Regions from separate parts of the Mus musculus genome. Here all the other regions are linked to region 1. The links are chromatin contacts, called in public HiChIP or PLAC-seq maps. All regions are on one chromosome and are shown on one strand. The core of a region is the stretch at or near the end of the contact, and the rest is flanking DNA. Distances in the headings are between cores, read along the strand shown.

What was found. HiChIP or PLAC-seq counts read pairs in DNA pulled down with a chosen protein or histone mark.
Region 2: an H3K4me3 HiChIP or PLAC-seq map of embryonic stem cells shows a contact between it and region 1, with 2.4 times the contacts expected there. The contact joins the promoter of Gjb5 here to the promoter of Dlgap3 in region 1. A contact is called at or near these places in 4 of 39 promoter capture datasets (the 3T3-L1 cell line, cranial neural crest and liver), 7 of 484 Hi-C or Micro-C datasets (all in embryonic stem cells) and 4 of 115 datasets of contacts at active chromatin or transcription factors (embryonic stem cells and pancreatic cancer cells).
Region 3: a contact with region 1 is called in an HNF4G HiChIP or PLAC-seq map of pancreatic cancer cells. The contact joins the promoter of Zmym4 here to the promoter of Dlgap3 in region 1. A contact is called at or near these places in 1 of 39 promoter capture datasets (hippocampal neurons), 1 of 484 Hi-C or Micro-C datasets (embryonic stem cells), 2 of 115 datasets of contacts at active chromatin or transcription factors (embryonic stem cells and pancreatic cancer cells) and 1 of 9 other capture datasets (liver).

Annotation. Positions count from the first base shown.
Region 1 is chr4:127,167,715-127,171,173 of GRCm38.p6, reverse strand. Dlgap3 (DLG associated protein 3) reads right to left here and starts at 1,970. Exons shown (of 12, transcript NM_198618.5): 1 at 1,809-1,970.
Region 2 is chr4:127,356,481-127,359,879 of GRCm38.p6, reverse strand. It overlaps Gjb5 (gap junction protein, beta 5), which reads left to right and starts at 1,716. Exons shown (of 2, transcript NM_010291.3): 1 at 1,716-1,854.
Region 3 is chr4:126,966,192-126,969,573 of GRCm38.p6, reverse strand. It overlaps Zmym4 (zinc finger, MYM-type 4), which reads left to right and starts at 1,347. Exons shown (of 30, transcript NM_001114399.2): 1 at 1,347-1,758. The coding sequence starts at 1,720.

The DNA.
Region 1 (3,459 bases), core at 721-3,220:
CCCCTGGCACAAAATGCAGTGGGCACTGCCTGCCAGATCAGTGGGGCAGTGGGGGGAGTGCGGGGGCTGCATTTGAGGCTGTTCATCCTGTATTCACGTTCCTTTTAGAAACACCTGCCACCCTAGCCCTCCCAGCTCTCTTTTTAGACCCTGATTCACTGCCAACTCACGAAGCTCTCCCTCCCCTCCCTCCTCTCTTCTCCCTCATCTCTCTCTTTTAGGCACTGACAGCTGGGTACAGAAGTAGACCCCACACACGCACTCAGGGGATAGTGGACAGAAGTGGAGGGCAGTGATCCAGTGTCAGGGAAAACACACTAGAAAGTCCTACTCTCTAATTGTGGCCTAGCTGGGTTTCTTGGGTCAATGGAAGACCTGGGTGAGAATGTTTCTCTACCACTGTCTGGCAATGTGTGATTGTGAGAGATGCAATGCATTTCCCAAGCCTCAACATCCTCTTCTGCAAATTGGCATCATAATAGATTGAGCTGTGTGGAATGGCTGTTTTTGCAGGTTAAAAAACACAACAACAACAACAACAAACAACTGCTCAATACTGTCAATTTCATATGGCTTAACCTGACAGCATCTCAGCTTGCTTCCAAGGCAGTTAGAGAAACAAGAAGAAATGAGAGGAACAATTTTTCAAAAGTCCTAGACTGATACAGATACATTCTTCTATTACTACTTCAAGGAACTAAGTACAGACCCACCTGAACCGTGAGCTAAACCAACGACCCAGAACTTGGAGATTTGGGACTTGGAACTCTGGGAAAAAGCCACCTGCTCCAATGACTAACAAGGTAGATCTTCCTCCTGGCCTCCTCATTCTAAAGGGCCTTTGGCCAAGCATCATTGAAATAACACAAGCTCCTAGTACTCTTCACCCTCCCCCAAAAAAGTATCCCCACACACAGGTATACAGCCTTAGGCTCACCACCAGCAGGGACTCAGCATGAGGGAAAGATACCAGTGACTTCGCAGAGGGTGCCCCAGGAAGTAGATGAAGGTGCAGAGTGCTCTTGTCTGTGTCCAGGATAAGGAGACTCTGGAGGGAGGGGGCGGTCTGACCTCGGGAAAAGTAGGATCTTCCCGTGCTAAGTCCCACCAAGAATGGGGGCGGGGCAAAACCCAGGTGTGGGTGAACCCTGCTTGGATGTATTCCCACACAGTCACACAGTACACATACCCAGACCCATTCACAGAGATAGTCGCACATGCACATGCACACGCACGTCCATTCATACACACACACTCAGACACCTACATACACAGCCACACAGTGCCAGCACACACTCAACCACACATATGTCGACAGACTCATGGACGGTTAACACCCTGAACGCTCACTGCATTACACTCACTCACCCACAGACCCACACGGTGACACCCTCATCACATGCACGCTCACACACCTGCAGAGGAAACTTCTTTCCGGATCTCCCCAACACCACGACTTCCCCCCACAGCCAGCAGGCTACTCCCTCCCAGACCCAAGCTTCCATTCCAGCCGGGCAAGGGCTGGGCGGGCGCTGGCTGGCCTCCCGCGGCCCCAGCCGGGACAGCGCGTCTGCGGAGCGCGTGGTCCCCAACCCGTCCCCGGGGTCAGTCACGCCGGCCTCCAGGCCCAGGGTGAGGCCGGGGGCGGCCGCAGAGGCCCAGCCCCTCCCCCCCATCTCGGGGCCGGAGTCCAGGCCGCTGGAGCCCCGGGCGTGGGCGGCGCCGGGGCTGCAGCGGGGCTGAGCCTGGGGGGCGCTGCAGAGGGCGCGGCAAGCGCGGCCCGATCCCCACCCCTCCCGGTTGCTTACCTGGCCCGGTCGGGCTCCAGCCGGGGTTACATGGTGCCGGCGGCCCGGGCCGGGGGCGCTGCGGCTGCGGGAGCGAGTGCGGGCTCCCGGACCCGACACTGCGGAGCCCCCGGCGGAGGGGCCGCGCCAGCTGCGGAGCCCCGAGCGAGTGCTGAGCGGCCGCGGGCGCGGGAGCCGGAGGCGGCCAAGCCACGGAGGCTGGATTTCCCGGGGACCAGGACGGGGAGGCGGGGGGATCCCGCCCGCGCGCTCCGCCCCCGCCCCCGCCCCCGCGCAGGGCGGCCGAGCCAGGAGCCCGCGACAGGGAGGGGGCCCGCGCTCCCCGCCCCCGCAGCGGCCCCGCGAGGACCGAGGTCGCAGCCGGCGGGCAGCCGCCGCGGTCCCGGAGGAGCGCCCGCGTCTCTGAGCGACAGCGCCGGGGAGGCCCAGCTCGGGGGTGCGAATGTGGTCCCCCGGGTCGGTGTGTACCGAAGACCCAGGAACCAGCACATTCGGTGTCACGACCGCGCACAGCAGACCTGGGCACCGGGACCCAAGCCCAGAGCGCGGGCAGCTGGGGGAGACACACGGCTGCCTCACCGAGGCAGTCACACCCTGAATGTCACACACAGCCTCCCCCTCGCAGGCACGTCCTCTTAGGCTCCTGTCCTTAGTTTCCCGGGTCTGTAAACCCGACCCCAGCTCTTGGCCTGGGCTCTAGGAGTCCCCCTTCTCCGCACTAGTCCCTTCTGCCCCACCCCTGCCAGGGCGGGGCGCTGTGCCTGGCCTCCGAGTCTTTGACAGGCGTCCCTCACCCACAGTCCGCCAGCGGAGGCAATCCCCAGTGTGCAGGGATAACCCCGCTATACCTGCCGTCTTAGCTGGGGGCCCCACCCGTGCCCACTGTGCCCGCCCACCTCTGGGCCCCGAGCCAGGGGCTGTGCCATGGCGGGGGTGGGGTAGAGGGGGGAAAGGGGACTGTCCGAAGCACAGCGCGAAGCTGCAGAGCCAGGACACAAGCTGCAGAAGCGCTGAGAGCTGACTGCAGCAGTCCCTGGCTGGAATCCGTCTTGGCGCCCAGAGCAATGCTGTAATGGGGGGGAGGGGGCCGCGTGGGGAAGCCGCAGGAGGAGGGGCTGAGGAGATGGGGGAGGGGCCGGTTCTGAATTCTGACTTTCCCGGCGGGTGTTGAGGGCACGCGGGCGCTCCAAGTTGTGGTAGAAGGCGAGCTACATCCTCTACCTTGTCTGGTATTGAAAACTTAAGGTGGTGAGGTGTGGGCTTTGGAGCCTTGAGACAGTCCACCACCCTAGGGACAGACCTTGGGAGATGTTCTGAGTCAGGGTCCCCAACAATGACTCCTATTTCTCTGTATTTCTTTGGTGTCACTGTCTCTCCTCCTTGAGTAACCGGGCAAACTGAGGCACGGTAAGTAGAATTCGTGGGTCCTAAGGAGCTAGAACCTGGAGCCAAGCCCACACCCATTCCCTAGAGGGACCTTTTAAGGTGCCACATTACATAAATGACAAAAAGGGACCTAGAGGACCCTTCCCCCGCGGGAAACCAAGCAGTCTAGTGAGATGAACAGACTAGCCAACTATCTTACCGCCCACGAGACCACTTCAATCGTCCCTTCAATCATGTAGTGAGGCTGCAGACAATTCCCAGACCA
Region 2 (3,399 bases), core at 467-2,966, 190 kb before region 1:
CCTTGTAAGCACCAAGAAATGGGAGCAACAGTGCCTTCTCGACCCACACCCTCCAGTTTCTGTACCCACCCCACGATTGAAATCACCCTGGTGCAAGTCCAAGAGCGTCCTGTGGCGCTCCCCGTTCCTTGCCTTCCCCTTCATAGCCTTCGCCCCGCCCCTCCTGGCCCTGATTCTCTATCCAGCTCCCTCTCCATGGGTGCCTCTCTCTCTACTGGCTCCCTAAAGCACTGTTGCTCCTGAGACCCCTGCCTGGCCCCAGTCCTGTGATGCGGTGTCTCCTGCTGGTGTCTTCCATTGGGCAGGAAGCCTCCTGCTGAACTCCCCAGCACCATGACCCTCTACAGGGGACCTTCCACCTCTTTCCCCACTTGTCCCTCTAGAAAACCCAAAGACCCCTTGCCACCACCCAAACAGAACCCACCAAAAGTACCACAGTTGCTTAGTGTGCCCCCAAATGTAACACGTGCACCCATAAACCACTGCGGGGACTGGTTCCAACCAGCCTTTCCTCTCCATTGGAAGATGGGGGTGGGGGAGGGGGGTTCACACATAGGTTTGGTCACAAATTCCATAGAATTCACAGGCTCATTAGAACATGTGTGTAACACAAAAATCTCCACTCTGGGCGCGATGGTGGCCGTTCATACAGAGCTGCCCAGCGCTTCCAGGGCTGAAGCCAAGAGAGCCACGCCTGCCTTCCTGCAGCTCTCCTTCTATAAACCCTGCACGTGTCTGTCTCATTTTATGTTGTTTGTTTTGTGACTGTCTCTCGTTTAGCCCAGGATGGCCTCAGACTTATTTCATAGAGAAGATGGCCTTGAAATCCTCATCCTCCTGTCTCCCAACTCCAAGCCCTCGAATTACGGGCATGCACCACCACACCCCCTTTCTGCCTCGGTGGGGACCCAACCCAAGGCTTTAAGTTTGCTAGCAGACTCGCTGAGCCACACCCCATCCTTCATTTCCCTGGTTTATTTGTTTGTTTGGTTGGTTGGTTTTGGATTTTGATCATTTTGGTGCTTAAAATGTCCCAGAGCATAGTGCTGAGATACGGTCTAGTCTCCAGAGCCCCAGAAGACTGTGATGTGCCTTAGGAGAGAAGGTGTGTGGCAGATAGGCTTCATCCAGGCATGCGCAACAACTGAGTCTCCGAGCTGAGATTCTCAGCACTCAAAAGGCTGAACCAGGAGCACCCAGAGTTGGAGGCCAACCTGCGCTGTCTCTAAAGAGACAAAAGCAAATGCAGGGACTGGAGAGTAACTGGAGGGTCAGATCAAGGATGTGAGAGCCCCACACAGGGATGAAGGACTTGCGCGCATGCGATGTGTGGGCTTCAGCTGCAGAACAAGGGCGGAGAGGGGCAATGGAGGAGGAGGGAAGAGGGAGGAGGGGAGGGAGGGAGAATGCAGTCATCAGCCCTTAGAAGCCCTCTTCGAAAGAGTTGGCCCGGGAGAATTCGGAAAGAAGAATTTATAGAGGGCAGGGCTAGCGTTTCATCCCCACACAAGGTTGGGGGTGAAAGGTCAAAGTGTAGGGGGTTCTCTTGAGAAGATGCTTGAAGTCTTGCTTTGGAAGGAGGGAAACCCCTAGGGCTTTTTTCTGGAGCTTCAACGGAGGCAGTCTTTGAGAGTCCTGGACCTAGCCAATGGCTAGGCAGCCCACAGCTCCTCCCACACACACACCCCTCCTGGCCAACAGGACACGCCTGGGCTGCTCAACAGCCTCTGCCCCAAGAATGAGCTTTACCAGAAACCCTTCCCTGATTCTGACATGAATTCTGATGCTTGCTGAACCCCAACTGCTGGCTTCCAGGAGCGGGTACTAAGGGAGCCCTAAGGAGTCGCTGCTCAGGTAAAGGACTCAGCACACCTAACCGGACCGAGTTCTCTGGAGGAGGTTGGAGGGTGGTGGCCTGGATGCATGGGCCATCCTGTGTCCTGATGAAGGGAGGCACTCCTTCCTGTATTCTGGGCTCTTCCTCTTCTCCCCAACCCGCAAAGGTGATGGAACTGGGGGCCTGGAGCTGAAGGAAAGGGGCTGAGTAGGGCGGAGCTCCGCTGCAGACAGCCCCAATTCTGGAGCAGCCCGCAGAGCCCTGGGGTTAGGGCTAGGCCTCCCTGGGTGTTCCTAGGACGCTGCCAGCCCCACCCACCTGAGACAGGACTGTACAGAGAAGTCAGTGACTCAAAGCCAGGCCACCACGTGGCCAAGTGGGGAGTGATATAGCCAGATGGGGTGAGGAATAGAGACACCCCTAGACGCTCTCACCCAAATTCCATCAGAAAGAAAAGGGAGACGCATGGGAGAGCAGGCCATTCACGAAAACTTGAGGAAAGGGCGCCAACTCAAAACTGGACAGTTTGCAGAGTGGACTCTGGAGCCAGCCAGCCTGAGTCTGAGTCCCGACTCTGTTACTTACTAGCTCTCTGGCTGCTAAATACCATACCCCATGCTATAAGGGGATAATACTGGTTTTCGGAAAATGCCTCTTACTGCACGATGGGAGTTGACCCTGCTTTGCAGCTGACCCTGCTGAGGTCAGATCGACTGTGACTTTCCACACAAGCCAGCACATTGAAGTGTGCGGCAGGGTGCGCATCGGGGTGCACAATGCCTTGGTCCCAGTATGCCTCCATCATTCCTCCAGGAATTGGTTAGAGAGGGCTTCCTACTGGGAGAAGCAGGGACTCTTTTGCACAAATGAAACTGAGTTAGTCACTCACACCAAGTTCACCAGCAGAACCCACCAGAAAGGCATGTGTCACACTGGTGTTTGACAAAGCTGTCCAACAAAAGATGATCAAAGCTAGGTGCAGATGAAAGGGGGCTCTGTGGTCAGAGGCACTCTGGTAATGCTGCCTCTTTGCATCCTGCTTTGAGGGAGTCACAAAGTGAATTCATTTATTAGCATGGGTGAGAAACGTGACCTGCTTAATTTTGATGAACGCAGCTACTTGCCAGGTTGCCTTGAACACAGAATTATTTTCTCTCGAGAATCTCTTTGTCTGCCTATGGGCCAGGGGTTTCGTGAAACAACCGTTTGGGAAAACTTGGCCCACCTGCTTGTTCTGGGGAGCCTCTTGTAAAAAGAGCACCGTGTCTCCCTACTTTAATCTAAGTCCATCTAATTACTAGTGTCTCACCTTCAGGTAAGCGGCACCTAATTGCCTGGACATTAACAGCAAAGAACAGAAAGTAGGTTCCCTTGGAGGGGGAGGTCGGAGGGGGAATAGCCCAAGGCTCGAGGACTCCGGATGACTGGTTCCTGGCATCAACACCCACCCTCTTTTATGAGCAGGGTTGCTCGAACTTAACTACCTGTGCCTCCATGCCAGCTCTGCCTTTAATAGTCAAGTAACCTTTATATACACCTCTAACCCTCAGTTTCTCTGAGCT
Region 3 (3,382 bases), core at 98-2,597, 200 kb after region 1:
ACAAAAGATAACAGGCCCAAGGGAGAATCAAGGACCAGCATGGAAACTTTCAGCCATTTCAGTGTTCAGCCAATGTTCCTGGGTTCAAAGAGCTACTGACTTACACACAGAAGTACAGCTGTAGAGCAACTTTCACCCTGTGAGCAGAGGAGCTCTGGGTCCCCTTGTATTGCCATGGAGAATAACAACTCTTCAGAGACTTAAACATTTTTTTTAATTAGTTCTTTGGGGATTTCCTAGTATACCAGCAGTCCAAGCACTTGGTCAAGGCAGGAAGACCAGCAGTTTCAGGCCACTCTGGGTTACATAGCAACCTAGCTCCAACCAACCCAACTCCAACCAATCCAACTCCAACCAACCCAACTCCAACCAACCTAAACTAATTTCCTTGTATTTTTTACTATATGTCTGTCTGTTGTGCCTATGTCTTCATTAAGAATCCAAGAGGGGACTTCAGCTCTCATTATCTTTGGCTTCGTTGTGCTTCAGGGAAGATAGTGCCTACCCTTGGATTTCCTGCCTTGACAGTTCAAGCTCCTATTCTTTAAGTCAGACCCTCAAATTCCTTCAGTGGAGGCAAATGATGGCACACAGCAGTTGCAGGTCATCACCATGAAACTTCTCAGGAGAGCAGCCATGTTCTTGAACTATCAAGACTCTTGACATTTTATGTTCTTTTGCCTTGACGACAGTTTTGTGTGTTCAGAATCCTGGAGGAATGCAATTCCAGACTGTGTTCTAGCTCCTCACCAGCCACTCGATATCTTGAGGTAAATTAATTTATTTCAAATGACCATACTGGCAATGTTAACTTTGAAAGCAATGGAGTAGATGGTTTCTAAGATCCTTTTTCATTTTAGTATTCTAATGGCAAGCAGGTATTGAGGAAATTGTCTTCAGTTATTGGTTCTGCCTTCAACACTACCAGTGGATCTGGTTTTAAGGTTGGAAGTTGTTCCTTGAGAGTCGACGCCCTTTACTTGACAAGCTGTTGGTTTCTCCTTCAGATAACAGTCTTGTTTTCTTCTTGGTTGGGATTCTTCATGTTCATAGGGTCACTGAGAACTTTGGCTCATCAGGGTTCTCTCCTTTTGGCAATATCTCTGTAGTCAGGTGTAGGGTGGTGATGTGAACCCCTCACTGACATTTCACCAGATAGTCCTTCCATTAAGATCTTTCATTCTGACATCATCCCTTCGTCATGGTCCCTTTAAGGGAGCGGCCATAGTTGAGTGGTGGGAGCAGCTGCTGGCAGCAAAGAGACTAACAGGATTAGGCCTAGCCTGGGCCACTCACCGCGCACGCTCAGGACCGGGGGCTTGGTGGGAAAGGGAGGAGGGGCTTGTGGCGCGCCTGCGCATCAGGGGCGCGCGCAAGGGGCTGGTTTGGAGATCCCTTTAAGAAAACCACTGGCGGAGGAATTTCTCTGAGAGAAAATAATCCTCCTCACGGGGCCCCTTGGAGGCCATTAACCCCCCGAGTCCCGGCCCCCCTGCCCCGGCAGGCCCTTGCGCCCACGCGCCCGCCCGTGGGACCCCAGGAGCTGCGGCTAAGCGCGCGGGCCTCCGCCCCCCTCGTCACTCCCGCGCCAGGCCCGGCGGGGGCCGAGGGGGACCGAACCGCAGCGGGTGAAGCGCCGGTGTCTGCAGTGTGGGCGGGGGCCGAGAGGGGCCGCGGCCGCCGCGCCGGGAGCCGCCGCGGTTCCGAGCGGGGCCCAACATGGCGGAGCGGGAGGTGGAGACCGGCCCCCGAAAGAGGGTAGGTGAGGTGAGGCCGCGGGCCGTCTGCGGGCTGCGGGCTGCGGGCAGGCGGGCGGGCGGGCGGGCGGGGGGCGGGGCGCGGCCGGCCCCGAGCAGCCCGGAGCTCACGGGTGGCGCGGTGGTCGACGGCCGGAGGGAGGGGCGGCCCGAGGCGGCACCGGGGTCCCCTCGGCAGGTGGGACAAAGCTCGGTGGCCGGCGGGGAGGGGGAGGGGCGGGGGCCGTGGTCCGCTTGGCTCCCCTCCCTTTGCCGGCGTGTGGGTGGTGGTGCGTATTCGGGGGGGGGGGGAGCCTGGGAGACGCAAGGTGTCAGACTCCGCTTCTGCATCCTCGAGGAAAAGGGAGTCTATGGAAGTTTCTCTGGGGAGAGGTCAGGTGGGGGTAGAGGTGGCGGGAAGAAGTCGTGGAGGATTGGTCGTTTCCTGAGGAGTAACCGGGAGGGTGCTGCGGGAACCCCGGAGCCAATTCATCTTCCTGCCTCCACTCCCCTCCCCCTTGACCGTTATCAAGCCCCAAAGTGGACATGGTGCTCTCTTCACCTTAGAAGAAGTGGGGTTGTCGTCTTGAAGTTGGGGGAATGTGTTCTGATAGCCACGGATGTGTTATAGTCTAGCATTCTTTACCTGCAGTTAGTAACGTGGAAGAGTGACAAGTTTTGTCCTTAGGATGTACCCAGCCAGCCTTGCCTGCCCTAGGTAAAGCCTTGTCTACACAGGAGTTGTAAGCCGTTTAAAAGTTTGTCTTGAAACTTTTTTTATTTTTAATTTAGTTGTGATTCATTTTCTTCAGATGGAGAACAATACTATCCACTGAGTAATGTTTTTCAAGGCTTTTTTTTTAAACTTCCCCTCACCCAGCATGTTAAGCATCAAGTTTGTTAAGTTTCCTATCAGGAGTTTTCCTTTTGGAAATGGTCTCCAAATGATGAGTTAGTTGTTAAACCAAGCTGCTTAAAACATGAATCTTAACCAAAAATGCTTTTTCATTCAGCATAAATGTCTATTCAAAGATGCATACTGTTAACATCCTGAGTGCTGACTGTGTGCCTGACATTGCACGAAGTGCTTTGTGAAGAGTTCAACCTCACAGTAACTATGCAGCCCATTTGTGGCTGAAATGTAGATTTATTTCCTATCTTACATAATTAAGTTTGCAAAGTCCAGAGTTTTGATCCGAGATTTGAAAACAGGTTTGCAAATGCTTGTGTTGGTTGCATTTAAGGTTTTTTTTTTTTTTTAATTCTTCTAGTCCTGTCATTGGATCCTGGGCCTTAACATCTGATAGACAAGCCTATACCACTGAGGTAGACTCCTAGCCTGAGGAGTTTCTCTTTTTAAAAATGTAAATGATGTTTCTAACAGGTCATTAGAAAACTTTATAACCATCAATAAAAGTAAAAATACAGTTTAGATTCAGGGTGCTACTGCATTCCCAAACCCCTAGATTCTACTATTGACAGTTTTCCCAGATTCTTGTTTACCAAACCTAGTTATTTCATCAAGCCATCTCTTTACCCAGTCATTCATTAGTCTTTTTTTTTTTTTTAAGATTTATTTATTTATTATATGTAAGTATACTGTAGCTGTCTTCAGACACTCCAGGAGAAGGAGTCAGATCTCTTTA